3 separate regions of the Drosophila melanogaster genome follow, and regions 2 and 3 are each linked to region 1. Evidence: chromatin contacts called from public Hi-C data. All regions are on one chromosome and are shown on one strand. Each heading gives the region's core, a stretch centred on a gene start, on an enhancer-like site or on the middle of the called end of the contact. The rest is flanking DNA. Distances are from core to core; before and after follow the strand shown. Region 1 holds the start of AstA-R1 (Allatostatin A receptor 1). Region 2 holds the start of Parg (Poly(ADP-ribose) glycohydrolase). Region 3 overlaps AstA-R1 (Allatostatin A receptor 1).

Region 1 (3,814 bases), core at 515-3,014:
AGTTAAAAGTCTGCTTTTTGGCGCTTTCCACGTGGTAATCTGCCGTGCTCAGCACAGACTTTCCCATATCCAAGAGGTTTACAATGGATAGAAAGTTCATGGCCTTAATGGGGCTGTCCTTGAAGTCTTCATCGGGCACTAAGGATTTCAATTGCGTCAGGGTTATCTCTAATACATCGAGATTTTTGCAATATTTCCCATAGTTTGCCAGCGCTGTTGTGGGCGTTGTATCGCTATTTATTAGGGTTTCCAGCATGCCGCGAATCCAGTAGGTGGGCCAACCCTTGTTGGGTGCTATGGGATGCTTGGCCTCCACTTTGATGAGCTGCATGCACACTTTTACAGCAACCGAACACTGCGAGTCAACCAGTAGATTCTCGATGAGAAGCAACCAAGTTTCCTCGTACAGTTTTTTGATTTTGAGACCCTGCTTTTCGGTGCCGTCGATTGCCTTTCGTTTTAGCAGATTCTTGAATATCACCTCGAGTGTATTCATCACCTCGCCAGCTGGCATATTATCGGGCGTATTCTTCTGCGTGCAGATAATAATAATTTCATTTAACTCATTAAGTTAATTATTAATTTGTTAAACTTACCAGCAATTGTACGAATCCCTTGAGCGTTTTGATGTCCACTTGCTCGGCATTTAGCAGGGAATTGGCCTTGGACTGCAGCTTCTTCTTAGCCAAAGACTTGCCGGTGTCATCGTTCACTTTCACAGTTAAGGGTTTCATTTTCGGTTTGGCAAATGTACGCTAAAACATATTAATTATGCGCAACAAACAAAAATAAGATGAATTTATGCCGCGTGCTTCCACAGAGTTGCCAGATCAGCGGAGAACGCTAAACAGAAGGTATTTTTAAACCAGATTTTTGTGTGGTATTTTTTAGTTACAACCCAGAGTTGGTCATATACCACGCTTGGGCCTATCGATATTTTGCACGCGCTGGCAGTTCAAAAAATACCATCACTAGGGCGCCAAGCGGAAAATAAAATTTAAGAAATAAACATATTTATAATAATAAACATATTAAACATAACTGTGAATTTTATTTAATGTAAGTTCTCGAAAGATAAATATTTTTTGTGTATTTAACTAATTCAGCTGCGATATTAATTTAAAACAATACTTCTTTGCAAACGTTTTCATTCACAACGAAATTCACTCAAGTTTGAGTCTCACTCAGCGCTTTTGCGCTCAAATTCGCTTTCGTCTCTCAAACGAAGCCGCTTTGTTTACAAATATTTTGTTGCTCCTTTGGGAATTTGCATGCGCGCCTGTTGCGTTCTTTTCGATTTCGTTGGGAACACTGAAAATTAACTTGAAGTGAATCTAATTTCAAATTCCGCATATGGAAAAAACATATAATTAATTATAAATAAATGTTTTAAATAAATTTTGTTTATACTTCAATTTTTATATTTTAAGGCAAAAATATATTAGCCATATTAGTGCATTCTTATCTTAAAAATTGTTTATAATATTTGAACATGTTGACATGCTGATTCCATAATTGTTTTCATTTAAAAATAAAATTTATAAATAATAAAATCCCAACTCTTTTTGTTGTTGTGATTGCGAGTACTGTAATATTTCATGAAATAATAAAATAAAGATTCTAAAATATGCTGAGTTTTTTTGTCGTAGGCGGCCACGTTCGAAAACGCTCAACTCGAGTCGCGCATCCTTCGGGTCCTTCGGCTGTGACTTCGTCCTGTGTTTTGGTTTTGCGCCCACTTGCGACTGTTTCGATTTGGATGGCGCGTAGTTCGCTGGCGAATGTCCTGACCGACGGTTGTGTGGCGGACTAGAAAGGATCCTACGAAATCGGGCTAAGGATAGCATTTCTAAAAATCCGGGAAAATCCAAGTTTAAAATTGTATTGTACATTAAAAAAAAAAAAACAATTCACAATTGTTCTTGATTTTTTTTTATGTGCTCTATGAAATATAAACAAGAATGTTTGCCTAAAATATAAACAAGCAGAGGGAAACAAATTACTTCAACAAGTTTTTAAGTGAATGCAAAAACCGTGCCGTATTTTTTGTGCCCAAGTTTTCCTACCTTTCCATTGGTTTTTTTTTTTTTTTTTTTTGATTTCTTTTTTGAGTTTACCACTGTCCAGCGATTTCGAGCAGTCAAATCAGGTGAGTTGCTACTGGCGGCGGAAATTGAGTCAAGAAGCCGGTAATTGAATTAAAACCAACTTCGAAAGTGAGACTTTTCTCCAAAAGAGGCTTGGGATTTTTGCACCTTTTCCCCTTGTTTTCCTTTAATGAACCTCTACATCCGGCGACAGTTTAAATTCACTAGTCCAGCGGCTTTTGTTTGTCATTTGATTGATGAGACCCAAAAAGATTCTCAAAAAAATAAATAAAAAACAGAAAAAGGGACACAGATTGGCGTGCCAGATTTAAATACAAAATATTTGAGTTTTAATATTGTTATTAAATCTTAGTCAAGTGTACAAATGGACTTGAAAAAGGTCATGTGCATAGAATTTCACTTTACGCACTTTAATGACTAACTCGCGGGAATTAATCCAATTGTTGTCGTGACACCATTGCACTTGCCACTTTGCCAGCGAATTAAGTATCCCTTGGCTGACGGGCGCGGTCAGTGCATCCGTTTAAACCGAAACCAAAATCAAATCCAAATCAAAATCCAGGTATCCAGGCTATCTGGCTTTAGCACGCGATGCGTTGCGATGCGAGGCGCCTCACATGCGACATGCATTTAATTTCAATTTCAGTTGGAAACCCCACCCCCCCTAATTTACACATTTAACGTGTGTAATTTGCAGCTAAATTTAATTGGCCTAATTAGGTGCGACATGGCCGTGAATCGTTGGCGTGGGTGAAATCGGGGTCCTTGAGCAGCAGGTACTGAATGCATGGGCGGGCGGTCGCCATTAAGTGTTTTGGTTAAGGACCTGGCACAAAGCAAACGGCAGTCGCGTCAATTCAGGTGAAATCAACTGAAATAATTGCGCACTTCAACTGTCTCCCCTAAAGAAATTTGCTTAATTGCACTGGAAAACTCTTTAAGGAGATCTTTTAAAAAATATCTGGCGTATGGTGTGAATTCCTCTGAAATATTTATTTGAAAAACATATCAATATCAATGCACACAAATAGATTTTAATTCCGTTGGAGAAGCAGACAAAATTATTATATTTATTTTACAAATTGATAAAAGTTACAAAAGAACATTGATGTGGTATCATTTAAAGCTATATTTTGCCACTTGACCAACCACCATGGCAACCAAACAAAATTCGAAAAAATCCAAAAGGCCTAGGGGTCGAGATTTCTTTGGCCGGGATTCCTTTTAAAGCATTAAAAGGAATGGTGCAAAAAGTTGTTCATAATATTTTAACAAGAATTTAACGCTGCAGGCAAGGACAAGGCACACAAGTCCTGAAGTCCCGCCGCGCCCCCACAGCCCCCTCAGCATCCTTAGCCCCGCCCCGCTCCATCTTCTAGCAAACATTGTCCAAGCGACCAAGATGTGGCATTAAAAATGAAAAAGCAACTCAAAATTCTCTGTCTTGCAAATGGGAACGCAGCAGTAAAAATACCAAAACGCATAGTCACAAGGCGCAGTGTGGAGGGGGGTGGGGTTGGTGAAAAGCTAAGGAAAAGCGCTGGCATGCGTTATATGTAACTGAAGCCTTTGGTTTTTTGCTCAATTTTTTTTCCTTTTTTTTCTAGGTTCCGGGGTCCAGGCCTCGGCTCATCTGAGGCATGCAAAATGAACCATAAAGTGCAGTCAGTCAAGTTGTTTTGAAGCCCTTGCCCTTTTCCGTCCAA
Region 2 (3,814 bases), core at 475-2,974, 97 kb after region 1:
ACCGTAGTCCCGTCATTTCGAAACAACAGCCACATTTCATGAAAATCATCCCTAAACTCCACATTTCCAAAGGTATAGTAGGCCAAAGGTCTGCCCAACTGGGCGCAGACCATAAGTTGCAGCAGGGCTTTCAGATAGGAGTCACCGCCGAATGCGCCGCAACCCCAGTTACCAGTTGCCACACCCGGTGGCGGCGTCACCATCCAGTGAACAAATCCAATGTACGCCTTGTTCAGCTCCCTTTCCATGAGATCCTCGCGATATTGATGATGTGACTGGGCAAAATGTAGGGCATCGATTGCCACAATGGCCGTTTGTCGACGACCTGAGCTATCTCTTGGCGTTGAATCCTCAAAGTTGCCGGACCACTCGAAGCTTCCGGCATATCCCGTATAGTTACTATACCTTTCGGCGCCCAACATCACCAGGGCCTCGAATGGTCGCAGACACTCCGTAAAGAGTTTACCCACCAATAGCTCCGGACAGATAACAAAGCGTATCTCCTCCTGAACGCAGCCATGTCCCAAGACACCGCCACCCAAATATTTGTTGGCAAAGTCTACTTGCAGCAGTCCAATGCCCTCATCCTCGATTGTTCCCTCGGCATCCACGTGCAATGGCACATCACCCAACGGCGCCGCACTTTGGCTCCAGTCGATCAGATGTTCCGGCAATCCGCTCCGACGAACAAAGGTTACCACACCGGTGGGCACATTGCTGGCATCCCGCTCTGTGGGACACACGCGACGAAAATAGTGCATAATGCATTTAAGCTTCTCCAGAACTGCCGGTCCCGTCGATTGGTAAAGCCTTTTGATGGAATCGAATATATTTAACATACTTCGACTGAAGATATACGAATCTGGTGGACGCTCACCTGTTAAAGTTGATGTCTGGAAAAGTGCTGTACTCGGACTTCCTCTTGAGGGTGTTTCTCCGGGGAAAGGTGCACAGGAAGGCATTGGCCAACAGGCAGGAGATCTGCTGTTGGCTCAGGCTCAATGAGGCGTTCTTGTGGTGCTTGAGCAGCGGAACTGGCGATTGAATCAAGTCCGGTAGCCGCAATGCCAATCGGATAATGCGCGGCAATAGATCCTCGAAGAAAACCCGTGTTTCGCTCTCGTCCAGTTCCTCGTCGAGAAGTTGATGAAGGGCACGAAAGTGCCACTGATCCCTATAGGTGGTATTATATGATATTATCGCCGCCTGCAGTTCCTCACACGTCTTTATGGGCTGCAGAAGGGCTCGTTCGATCATTTCCCAGCGAAAATCGATGGTGGTGCTGCCATCCGGATTCTCCCTCGGATATTTCGACTCGGGCGCACAGGGCAGACGCACATGCTCGGAGTCCCACTTTCCCGGTGATTTGTAGGGGCGTGGCGGTGTTTCACGAATTGGCAGCTGGTACATAACCCGGTGGAGATTGCCGGCAGTCACTGGTGGCAAATTCTCCAATTCGAAAGGCTGCCGATTACGATGTATAGCCTCCATGGAAACTCCACGCCACGAATCATCTAGGGAGTTCGCCAGATTTTCCGGCTCCTCCTCCGTTTCTATTTCGGAAATCCCGCCATCCGGCGACTTCGACATCCTGGCGCAGTTTAAGCACAAAGCCTTGCCGAGTCGATTGGTCAGCACGGATGCACTTGCTCTGCGGCGATTTGCCGTAGATTGGTAAACCTTTTGGAATATCGGAAAAATCAAGTGTGACCTGAATTCTTGCATACCGGTGTTTTGGGGATGAGCGATAGCTGTGATGAATATCGCACTTTATAAATACCACACACTTCGATTGAAGCGTAGTGAATTGAAGCGTTTATATATCGAAATATATTCAAATATATGTTGGTATTCGTTTGAGAATGAATCAATAACAAATTCAAAATTGCATTGCCTTGAATTCGGCGGGCGAAAGTGTGACCATTACATGTGGTATTTTACCTCTCATTGTCGCTAGTATTTAAATACCAGCACGAGAAATACCAACACTGTGTCCGTTGCAATGCGAATTGCAAATATAACCGCCGAAGGAACAACAACAAACAAAAAGAAAAAAAAAACAAATCTTCCAGCAATTTGTCAACTATTTTCTCTAATTTTTTTTTAAAGTGTAAAACTATCATAACGAGCGCCAAGTTTTACGTTAAGTGAAAGGATTTTTTCCTGTCCTTCGTGCGGTAAAAATAATAGTGCATATTACCAAGGAAAATCAAGTTAAAGGCGTCTGCGAAACTTTTATAAATGTATTTAATACTCAAAAAGGTAAGAAGCGGCGGAAAGTAATTGCTGTTTTATGTTTTTATAATCACGTTTGGCAAGAAAATGTTATTTCGTTGACGTCAGTGGTCAAATCAAATTTTTTCAGTTTTTAACCCTTAATGTGGCACTGTCACTCGCACCTATGTATATATTTATGTGATTGTGGTATTTTGCTCAAGCTTACGTGTTGAAAAGAGGAAGAGAAACCGCTGCATACACGTGCAAAGACTCTGAGAATGGACACAAGAGAGCGAGAGAGGGAGAGAGAGAGAGCGCAGTTGTTTGTTTTGAAAGCGTCGCAAAAACAATACAAAAAAGGTCATACATAATTTGCACACACACTTGCATCTGAGGAAAACGCAAAAGCAAATTCACAGCTAGCTAAAAACCAAAATAAATATAATTTATGAAATGTACTTTTGCTAAAGTTCAACACACCTTTATCTCTCCGCGAAATTTGTTTGCACCATCTCTTTCTCTCCTTTTTGCGTAAACAAACGAAAAAGCTTTGCAAGGAGAAGCAAAAAAAAAAAACACAAAAACAAAAATCGAATTATCAGTAGAATTCTACAAAGAAGAGGCGTTTCTCTTCATCGCTCTTCGTACCTGAGCGTAGCCTTCAAATTTGCTTAGATTTCGCCTTGACCATAACCTAGAAATACTCGAAAAAAGTACTGTCAACTCTCAATAAGTTAAACGATCGATTTTCACATAAAGAGATAGAGAGAGAAAGAGACCAGATATTAAGTGAAATTTATTTTACTAAATAAATTTTCAGAAAAAGGTGTAAATCCCGAGCATTTAGATTTCGTTGATGAACTTTAACGCAATGGGAGTCTGCACTGTACATGTAGAGCTTTCTCTTTTCTCATTTGCGTCAGCGAAAATACTAGGAATAATCGGGGGTGGCGTTTCGGGGGTTGGCAAAAAAAACAAGCAACAACAAAAATGCATAGAGCCGAATAATCGCTTGGAAAAAGCGAGCGACGAAAACGCGATGTTAGTAAACTTTTCAAGGTCACCTCAAAAGCATGAACTTATACTAATCAACAGCTGAAAGAAGCAGAAGACTGCACTTCCATGAGTCAGTTTCAGAAATTAAACAAAACGAGGGAACCAAACCAATTTGAAAATTCAATTTACATATTTGTGGAAATTTCTGTTCTTTATTAATTAATATACAGATTTTAAAGAAATAATTCATTTTTGTATCCGAATTCTGATGCACTTCACACATAATTAAAGCAATGTTACCATAAATTATATGGTAGGCAGATTGTATTGTATGAAGAATAAAGTATGGAATAAGCATAAAATATAATAATATATGTATGTATAGAATAACATCAATGAGTTCTTTTTACGAGTGATCACTGTACACATATTTATGTGCGAAAGTCGAATTATATCATGTGATCCCGAATTGTTTGAAATGTTTGGGCTTAAAAGATCGAATAAAAACATCTGCAAATGGATCTAGAAGTTATTTATTTTGTTAAACGCCTTAATCTATAAGTATATTTATTCGCATTGACTTGCTTTTGATTGGGGGAGG
Region 3 (3,814 bases), core at 532-3,031, 75 kb after region 1:
CAAACAAACCGCAACACGAATCCAAAACACACAATCCTTTATGCTTATAATTATAATTTATGTTTCAAGAATATTCCGGGCTAGGCAATGTCACTTCAATTTGGCATTGGCCTTTGTCGCTGGAGAACGGTTCAGTTTGACAGCGTTTTTTGGTCTACCATTTGCCAAAATAAATCCAGCCCAGTGGCGAATGTGCAAGCCAGTTGAAGGGGCCCACAAATTCAGTTATAAAATTGTAATTGCCTAGACGAACAGGAACGTGACTCAGTCCCCGTAACGATAATCCTGTCTCACCGATATCCACTACGTTTTCCGGCCACAGGAGCGGTATGCAAAGTTAATAGGATTTCGGATGGAGCAACAAAGTTTTGAAAAGACTTTTGAAGAAAAACAGCTCAAGTTTTTCACAATTTTTTTGGCTTGAAATGCTTGCAGCTAAAAAACAAACTCGAAATTTAATTTCTTTGCATTTATATACACTTTCAAATCACTTTTTCATTGAAACTAAAAAAAGGTAGAGCATGTGCTAGTTGAAATAACTTCCATCGTAGCCAACAATACCTGTGTGTTTTTTTTTCTGTTGTCCTGACGGAGCTGGCAAATTTGATTTGGTCCCAAACCCAAAACATGTTTCTCATTCGACACAGTTTCCCCCTTTTTTTTTTGTTTTTTTTTTCGCCTGGCATCCTTTTTCGACAGATGGAACCGCAAAATCAACTTAAATGAGGGCGTAATACAATTTCGTGGGATATATAACCGAAAGGGTTGCAGATAGAATGGATGAGTTGGCGTTAAGAGGGAGTTGAGAAAACGAGAAAACCTTATACACCTGCATCCATACCGACATCCTGTGAATCCGTGAAGGCCACGCCAAGGACGCCGGGCATAAATTGTTTGCACTTTTGCCATTGTTATTATGGCTTTTCGCAGGAAAATGTATTTACCATTCTCTGGATTTCCACCATGCATATTTGCATGTAAACACGGCTAGGGGAATTCTCGATTGGTTCATGGTGCAACAAGAACAAATTGCTTGCATTGCCACACATGATTAGAAACTGAAAACATGATTGGCCGCCCAGAAAGTTCTGCGAAATAAGTTCGAAATCGACTTCAATTAATAGCATCAATATAGATTTTTCAAATCCATTAAATGGAAAACTTAATGATTTGGATTATTCCTGTTATATGCAGAGTAATTTTGGCCTACTACCAAGCCAGTTATGTTTTACTTCGTCCTCTCAGCTACAATTTCCTTTTTGTTGCTTATTTTTCGCAAAATATTCGACCATAAAAGCAGCCAAACATGTGCACCGGATGAGTCCTGATGCGAAGGATACACCTGAGTCTATGCTTCAAACACTTTATTATCGAAAAAATGCCGAGTACTTTTCTTTCTGGCCAAGGCTCAAACTTTTGAGGGGCTTGCATGTCTCCTTCAGGAATCATATTAAAAAAAAAACCAAAATATGTTGCAGCCTGCACGTAGTTGCAATTTAAGGAAGCACATGCGAGTATTTTAGTGTGAAGCCCCGTAAAAACGTACGCACAAAAGTATGCAATGAAAGAAGCATTTAAGAGGCATATGGTCACATGCGTGTGTGGGTGCGTGTGTGTGTGTGTGTGTGTGCGTTGGGTAAATTTACACAAATCCACAAGGCGTACGAATTTATTATCCAGCGTTGATAGTGATAAAATTTATAACCAGCATTGAGCGAACTGCCTAAAAGCGGGCAGTACAAACACAAACACGGCCGCACACAGACAAACAGACAGAGAGACAGACAGACAAACAATGCCCAAGTGAGCCACACACAAACATACACACACGCACACACACACAGAGGCAATTGTGCGTGGGTGGATGGGACCCGCTGTCCCACTCACTTGCTCCGTCTATCTCGCTTCCACTCTCCGTACATTCGTCATATTTATGCTTTTTTATGGGCCATGTACAATTTTATTGTTTTACTTTTCAATGCAATGTCTGCCGGGGCCTGGCACACACACACACACACACACACACACTAACTCACTCGAATGTGTGCGAATACACACACACATACATGCCACAGCATTGCGCAAACAAGTAGTACACAAATTTTTCTTATATTGCTGTTGTGTGCTGCTGTGTTCTTTCGAAAATCATTCGAGTATAGATTGTTAAACTTTCGCTTTAGAATAGTACTATTTTCATGACCACAACTGTATCGAAGGACTTGGCAAATGGGAAGATACCCACTGAATACCGGAATACATGCACTGCTTAGGACCCCAAAACCCGTTTGGCTTGCTGAACAAAGGCAGCTGAACAGGTATAAAATACCAGAGCTTCGCTGTCTTCCCACACAGGATATGCATAAGGACAGGACTTTCCGGCTTGCGATAACGTTTGGAAATGAAATCTGGACATTTTACATTTTAATATTTAAAAATTGCAAGCTGAACAACAAATTATTAAGTGAAAATCATGCAATCATTGATTGAATACACAAAGTTTAAAAATCGTAAAAGGACTCTTTCAGTTTTGGGAACACCCTTCTTTAGTTTTATTTGCCGGCACTTTTGTGTGCATTCCTGCGCATACATTCTTTTGTCCTAAACCCAACCCCCCCCCCCCCCGTTTCGACCCCCATTTTTAGGCCCTTTTCGACCCTTCTATGTCTCCATCGTTCGCACACACTTGTGGCGCACTCTTGTCAACACATATGCGCCCATGATGGCCGCACCATATGGCCAGGTAGTCCCCAGATCCCACAGCCCTCATCCTCATCCTCATCCGCATCCTCATCCTTGTGCTCATGCTCGTCTTATACCCATGCCCAAGTGTCCTTGGGCTTTTTGGCCCCTGGCAAGTGGCCATAGGTTTTTTATTCGCCCGCTGACTGATGCAAATCCCATCAATAATCCAACAATGCTGCGCCGCTCAAGACGAGATGTTGGTATATATTATAAAATAGAAATGGCGACAAAGAAATAAAGAAACCGAAAACAAAAGAAAACGAACTTACTTTAAATATATTGTTAAGTAAATGGGATATTCAAAGGGTTTTCGCATTCTATAGTAAAATGATTTCAAAAATATTTTATATAACTGACAGTTGTCAGTTTTAAAATTTATTACTGCGTTGCAAAAGTTTACCGTGCACGATGATTGACTGCTTGTCGAGTTGACTGATTCACATTTGTTTGTCAATCATAATGATGAGCTCACGATATTGATGTACAATTTCATGCTGCTACCATGTATTGTCGTCAATTTGAAGGGTGAAATGGCATTGTTAAACGAGTGTCTGTCCAATCTATACAGATGATTTACCTGATATACATATATGTACATATCTATGTATATAATATAATATTATGGTTGTGGTGCAAAACAAATTAAATATGGCAAAAAAATATTACAGCTTATCCCAGCTCGAATAATATTTAGAAATTAAAGAATATAAGAAGAAGATTATCTAAAGGAGCATTTGCTCGATAGCGTGAGGCTCTTGAATTTGAATGACATTCGAATTTATTGCCCTACGGCTGTTCAATTCAATTTTAATGAACTCAGGAAGTCAGGTGCATTTGATTGGATTATTAATGTGTTTTGATAGGTACTTAGTTATGGTTGACACTTTGTGTGGTAAGTGATAGGAATGTATCTTAAAATTAATTAATAGACCACAATTTGATTGCTGAAGCAAATTAAGATATACAAATAATTAAAACCAAAGTGTACAACTCTGATTCAACACCTGTTTCTCATCCATGGACAATGCACACTGTAAAGCAGTTAAGCATAAATTATTAACAAAATAACTAT

What was found. A called contact is a pair of places that touch in the nucleus more often than the background predicts.
Region 2: a contact with region 1 is called in a Hi-C map of the Kc167 cell line, with 2.6 times the contacts expected there. The contact joins the promoter of Parg here to the promoter of AstA-R1 in region 1. A contact is called at or near these places in 26 of 107 Hi-C or Micro-C datasets (the D17-c3 cell line, the Kc167 cell line, the ML-DmBG3-c2 cell line and 13 more) and 2 of 6 datasets of contacts at active chromatin or transcription factors (both in the Kc167 cell line).
Region 3: a contact with region 1 is called in a Hi-C map of the Kc167 cell line, with 3 times the contacts expected there. The contact joins the enhancer-like site here to the promoter of AstA-R1 in region 1. A contact is called at or near these places in 24 of 107 Hi-C or Micro-C datasets (the Clone 8 cell line, the Kc167 cell line, the ML-DmBG3-c2 cell line and 8 more).

What each region holds. Positions count from the first base shown.
Region 1 is chrX:3,572,772-3,576,585 of dm6, forward strand. It overlaps AstA-R1 (Allatostatin A receptor 1), which reads left to right and starts at 1,765. Exons shown (of 10, transcript NM_166982.2): 1 at 1,765-2,149. It overlaps CG2875, which reads right to left and starts at 851. Exons shown (of 4, transcript NM_001272290.1): 1 at 597-851; 2 at 1-529. The coding sequence starts at 734.
Region 2 is chrX:3,669,778-3,673,591 of dm6, forward strand. It overlaps Parg (Poly(ADP-ribose) glycohydrolase), which reads right to left and starts at 1,725. Exons shown (of 2, transcript NM_057973.4): 1 at 878-1,725; 2 at 1-810. The coding sequence starts at 1,590. Mnt (Mnt,) reads left to right here and starts at 2,024. Exons shown (of 9, transcript NM_001169180.1): 1 at 2,024-2,262.
Region 3 is chrX:3,648,195-3,652,008 of dm6, forward strand. All of the region lies in intron 2 of AstA-R1 (Allatostatin A receptor 1), which reads left to right. Among named protein-coding and RNA genes, the nearest start is that of Ilp7, 18 kb to the right of the region's middle. Within about 2 kb of position 1,782, at least 8 of the 39 cell types and tissues checked have an H3K27ac peak or open chromatin away from gene starts, as enhancers often do. A contact at or near this core is called in the Kc167 cell line, where this site is marked.